2 separate regions of the Rattus norvegicus genome follow, and region 2 is linked to region 1. The links are chromatin contacts, called in public Hi-C maps. All regions are on one chromosome and are shown on one strand. Each heading gives the region's core, a stretch centred on a gene start, on an enhancer-like site or on the middle of the called end of the contact. The rest is flanking DNA. Distances are from core to core; before and after follow the strand shown. Region 1 has its middle 34 kb from the start of Tpra1. Region 2 overlaps LOC102554942 (a long non-coding RNA gene).

What was found. A called contact is a pair of places that touch in the nucleus more often than the background predicts.
Region 2: a contact with region 1 is called in a Hi-C map of Schwann cells, with 2.1 times the contacts expected there. The contact joins two enhancer-like sites. A contact is called at or near these places in 3 of 12 Hi-C or Micro-C datasets (the A7r5 cell line, Schwann cells and prefrontal cortex) and 1 of 1 datasets of contacts at active chromatin or transcription factors (oligodendrocytes).

The regions. Positions count from the first base shown.
Region 1 is chr4:122,954,174-122,956,893 of GRCr8, reverse strand. No RefSeq gene overlaps it. Among named protein-coding and RNA genes, the nearest start is that of Tpra1, 34 kb to the right of the region's middle. Within about 2 kb of position 1,288, at least 2 of the 93 cell types and tissues checked have an H3K27ac peak or open chromatin away from gene starts, as enhancers often do. A contact at or near this core is called in Schwann cells, where this site is marked.
Region 2 is chr4:122,993,226-122,995,925 of GRCr8, reverse strand. All of the region lies in intron 1 of LOC102554942 (a long non-coding RNA gene), which reads right to left. Among named protein-coding and RNA genes, the nearest start is that of Tpra1, 73 kb to the right of the region's middle. Within about 2 kb of position 1,300, at least 59 of the 93 cell types and tissues checked have an H3K27ac peak or open chromatin away from gene starts, as enhancers often do. A contact at or near this core is called in Schwann cells, where this site is marked.

The DNA of each region.
Region 1 (2,720 bases), core at 39-2,538:
CTACTTCAGCCCAGTGGTTTCTCAAAGCCCACAACTCCGGTGCAGAAGCAAGACACCACCACCAAGTCACCAAACTCAGGGACTTCCCTGAAGAATCCGGCAGCCCTCTTTCAAAGTCAGAGGTGTGATGGGTAAGGAAAGACTGAAGAACAGTGCCTGGCAGATCAGCAGAGACCTGGACATCACCATTCCTGCTGAGCTACCCCAGCTTGCTCCTCGCCCCACCCACAGACACCAAGGAGGACCTCAGAGCCTCATCTGACTGCGTCTCGGCACAGGCGATGAAGGACCCTGGCTTATTCTCTGGAGAACAGAGCAAGGGTGGGAAAACAGGGCATCTTAACACCAGTGGACAGGGATGCTATGGCTTGGTTCTAGACTCCAGAACATTGCAGACCTTAATTTATGTTGAGGTTGTATCTGCCAGCTGTCAGTCAAGTTGAGTTTGACTTCTGACTAATCTAAAGCAAACTTGGGTCAAGAGACAAGGCAGAGACCTGTCTGGATGGCCTGGACCACAGAGGCTGAAAAGCCTGGTGTAGTCAGCGTAAGACTCTGAGGTCCCCGCAGTGCCCATGGCCGGGGCAGGAGGCAAGCCAGGGCAGCTGAGCAGGAATGGGGATGTCCACGGGGATAGGAGAGGAAGGAGACAGATGAGCATCCGTGAGCCCTATGAGAGGAGGAGACAGTTGGCTGAGAGCATCTATCCCCTGGAGAGCAAAAGCTAGGCCTCAGAAGGACTGTCCTGGGGCACAGATCCACCTCCTCAGGAGGTTGGCTCCGAGAGCTGTGCACACACTCCCACTCGAGCTAACACAGCAGGGGTGGGAGCCAGGGGCCTAGCTTGCCATTGTGTCTCTGTGCTTGAGTCATCAGCACGTTCTGAGCCTCCTGCTTCCTGTTTAATGAATGAAGGAGACAGACTGGGGGAGGTGGGGACACTGGCTGGATGCAGCCCAAGCCCGAGTCCCTTTCCTCACGGCACAGGCTCTTCTAAGTTTCTGGCAGAGATAGGTTAAGTGGTACTCTGGTCCTGAGCTCCCAGTCCACCAGCTCCCTGCTGGGTCTGGCTGCAAGCTAACAGTGTCAGTGGCCCAGGTCAGGTGGGGACCAGCAGGAGAGGGGCTCTACTACAGTTACTGCTGCTGTGAGCCACTCCCGATGTCCCAGCATTAAACAGTTTCCTCCCAGCTCAGTTCTGAGGGACAGCACCTCACACAGAGCCCAGCAGGGTGGCTCGCCTCCACCGGTCTGAAACTGGGGGAGAGGGGTAGGAGAGCTGGTGGTGACTGCAGCCACTAGGGATGAGTCACCTAGAGCTTCTTTGTCCCAAGCATCACTGAGGGCTGGGCTGGGATACAGGTTGTGTGGCTGGCTACACGTGACCTTCTTGCAGGGCCTGGAGTTAGAGCTTGCCACTGTAGGTTTCCACAGGGATGTCACAAAGAAGGCAAAATCTGACCCTCGCCTCTGAGCAGCATTCTGTCCAACTTGTGGAAATCAGGAAGGTTGGCCCAGATCCAAATCTGAAGTCAACCCTTGACAGACACAGGAGGCCATTGCAATGGATCCTGGGAGTTGGAACAAGTTCTGGCCCATTTTAGGAAATGCCTCTTTCTGCAGAGTTCTCCTGGCCCTGTGTCTATACCCAGATTCACATGAAGACCCTCCTTCCTTCTGACCCTGGATCTCCCCTGTGGCTACCACCATTGCAGTATTAATCCAGCCCACAACTTGGTCTCCTGGCCTCAGTTCCCCACCTGACACTTCATGCGGTGCAGTAAGCCACAGGAGAGACTCTGTTTCTCATCTGCCACATCTTTTGGAGCAAACCATCTTCTTGAGGTTCTGACCTCAGATGCAGCTTATGTCATCCACAGGGAATGGGGAGGTAACTCCCTCTGCCTCAGGCCTTCATCCCACTCCTCTATATACCCCCAGCCTTCACCAATTTGGCTAATATCCTGCTCTGATTTGACATTCCACTCTGACATCCCCTGGGCCCCTCTTTTTCCCTGAGCCCAGACCTGGGAACTCTAGTCCTGAGACCCCGATCATTCCACTGAAGGCCCAGCTTCCCTGAAATGTCTCAGAGATGAGCAAACACCTGCCAGTTTGCTCACCCTCCCCTCGTGTCCAGGCAAGAATACAGCCCTATCCCTGCGGAGTTCACATCCCAAGAGACTCATAGTGCAGAGTCCACTAAACTAGCAGATTGTGGCCAGGCATAAAGGGACACTAGAAGTGGCTGGGTCCCATAGCAGGCTGGAAGAGGGGGGCGTTCATGGGGTGGTGGAAGCAGGAAGGAGACAGGACTGGAATGAGACAGTGCACCCTGATCAGCTGCCCTCCAGCCCCAGCTGACCAATCACAGCTTGGGAGCTGGATTCCCCTGCAGAGCTGTCCCTTGTAGGAGAGGTGTGTCTCATCCAGGCAGCTCTCTATAGCTGGAGTGCTGGCCCTACTTATCTGATCCTGGGCTCCTGAGAAACTCTCATAGGTGCTATGTAATTACGACTTCCGTGGTGGTTAACTCAGAGTCAAGTTAGCCAGCTTAAACTGAGGTCAAAAGTCAGTCCTAGATGTTCCTACAAGGGTGTTTTCTGGACAAGGTTCATATTTAAGTCAATGGACTTTGAGGAATCAATGGACTTTGAGGACATCAGATCACCATCTACTGCAGTCAGTCTCACTTGATCCACCAAGGCCAGAAGAGAGAC
Region 2 (2,700 bases), core at 51-2,550, 39 kb before region 1:
CAGGGGCTCTCAATCAAACTCAGAGCTCATAGATACAGCTAGTCTCTCAAGCCAGCTTGCTCTGAGTATTGATTGCTGCCACCTTCCCAGACTGGAATTACAGACACTGCCTTGGCTGCCCAGCATTTCCTTGGGTTCAAGGGATCCAAACTCCAGTTCTCATGCTTGAGAGGCAAGTGCTCAGCCACTGAGCCATCCCCCCAGCTCCTCAAACTGGAAAATGCTTTATGGAGACGTTGTGTCCTCTCAGCCCACCTACCCAAGCAGGACCACACCTTGCTGCCCTGTGGATGTTATAATTAAAGCAATTACATCTTTCCTTTCCATGACAAAATACAGGTATGGTAAAGCCCCCTTGTTGACCAGCATCAAATCCTGGCCCTAGGTTCTGCCTCTCACTGACGTCATCTTCATCTCCCCAAACTGTAGCAAATATTAGCCCCAAAACATAGGCGCCTCCCAACCCCATCCCTGTTCATTTACAAGAGCGTGCTGGAAGTTGTTGTTGGAAACACGTGGTCCTATCTGTGGTTCTTTGTGAATGGTACATCTGTATCTGCGCTCGTTTGATTGCTTTGTCCCTAAACCCTGGTGTAATGGGGTTGGGAAGTGGAGACAAGGTAATGCTGGAGCTTGAACCTAAGATCTCAGAGAGTCAGGCAAAAGCCAGCTCTGCTGCCCCATATTCCCAGGCCAGTGGGTAAGACCTGGGATGAGGAGGAGAACACAGAGCCGCTGCTCCCCAGATGTCCGGTGGATTCTCTCAGGACCAGTGAGTCTGGCTTCAGAGACTCTGAATACGATGCTAGCTCTATTGCCCTTTATAGCACAGAGCATGGGTGGCTCCATTGATTGGTTTGACCTGCTATTTTAAGTTATACCAATTTCTTCCTCTTAATCTTTCCTTTGTTTGTCTGTTTTAGAGCTTGTGTCCACTTGCCAACAGAAGCCTCACATCTTTAGATCACAAGAGTCTGTAAGCAGGGAGAAGCCCTGACTCGGGCTCTGTCCTCTGCTCAGACAAGACTTTATACTGGAGAGAGGACTAGCCTTCTCCTTCCCCTAATCTCTTTGTGTGCCCACGGGGCCCATGCCAGTCCCAGGCTCAGAGGAACTTGCCTCTGCAGAGAATTGAAGGTGGATTCAGCAGATACAGGGCTGAACATCGAGTGGAGGCCATTTCTGATTTCTAGTAGGGCAGCCTGAGGCAGCAAGTCCAGCTCCCCAGAGAGCCCAAAGCTCTTTCGATGCAGAAGGCACAGAGGGAGGTGTTCTGGAAATCACAATGACTCAGTGTTTGGGAACCAGAGCAGGGAGCAGGCAGCATGTGACAGGCGGATGGCACAGCCTGAGTCAGGAGGGCTGTGGGTGGCAGGCTGAGGAAAGGTCATGGGTGAGGTCAGACCACAGTGGGAGTGTCAGGAGGAGCAGCAGGGCTGAGAGGGGAGAGCTTCCAGAGTGTAGAACAGCCTGCTGGGAACCTGACTGGGGAGTGTCTGAGTGGGGTTGGGGTGTGGGGTGCACACACCAATAAAGCTAGACCAACGAAAGGATGGCTTTCCAGAGGTGGACATTTCTGAGGGGTTCATTCCACCTCAGCGAGCCAAGACCTGTGCCAGAGGTGGCAAGAAAACAGCAGCAGGCCAAGGCTACTGTGGAGGATGCCACTGGATAGAATGGGCATGATCATACCTTGTTTCTTAAGCCCCTAACCCATCCAGCTTGTCCTAGGACCCAAGGGCCAGTGGGTAAGAGTCTACCAGAGGCAAATGGAGGTGAATCAGACTCTTTAACACAGGGCCAGGGGACAGAGCCAGCCATCAGTCAGGAGCTGGAGGCTGTTGCTGCTGCTTGTTACTCTGCTGATTTTCAATTATCAGAGAGAGAATATCCCCATCACTCCCTGTCAATCAGCCAGTGCTGTCCCAGCACTCAGAAGAGCTCAAACAAGCAGGATGCACATTGCAATGGACTCATCTTTTCCTGAGAGGTTGCCGAGTCCGGACACTGCAGACACAGGGGGCAATGATCAAGCCCCAGTTCTTAGCACCCTTCCAGAATCTACCAACTTTGTAAAAGCACCAGCAGGGTTTCTTGGGGGCCATGTAAGCTGTCTCTGATTAACCTCCTCCTCCAAAATGGAAGCTCTTGAATGGGGATCTAGCCAAAATTACGCATTTGAGGGGAAAACACCAATGCTGTGCAACCCCAGCCCTGTTCCCAACCTCTCTGAGCTCAGTCTCTGATATGTGACAGAAATCTCCCTTTGAGAGGGTTTGTAAAACTGAAAGGAAGTGCTTGGGAAAAACCAGGTGGGTTGGATGTTTGGGGTACTGTGAGTTCCTGTGAGAGTTTGGGGCTGACTAGAACCTCACAGAAAAAGGCCTCCCTTGGGCCATCCTGCCCCAAGACTATTTCCAGGCTGTCTCTAGTCCCAGGTCTCTAGCATCTTGCAGGGTGTCTGTCAGTTCCTCCCTGACCCATAGGTCCCAAGCAGTGGTCGTCCAGGCCCCATGAGGCCCACTCAATGGCTAGTGGGGGGAGACAAGCCTTTTGTGTCTGTTGGCCTTTAAGGACCCCACTTGGTGTTGATTGGCCAGTTATTTCACCCCAAGCAAGCAATGCCAACTGCCGTGCTGACAAGCAGGAGACCACATGTATCAGAGACATAGCCTGGGGGATCTAGGACTAAGGTGTCCA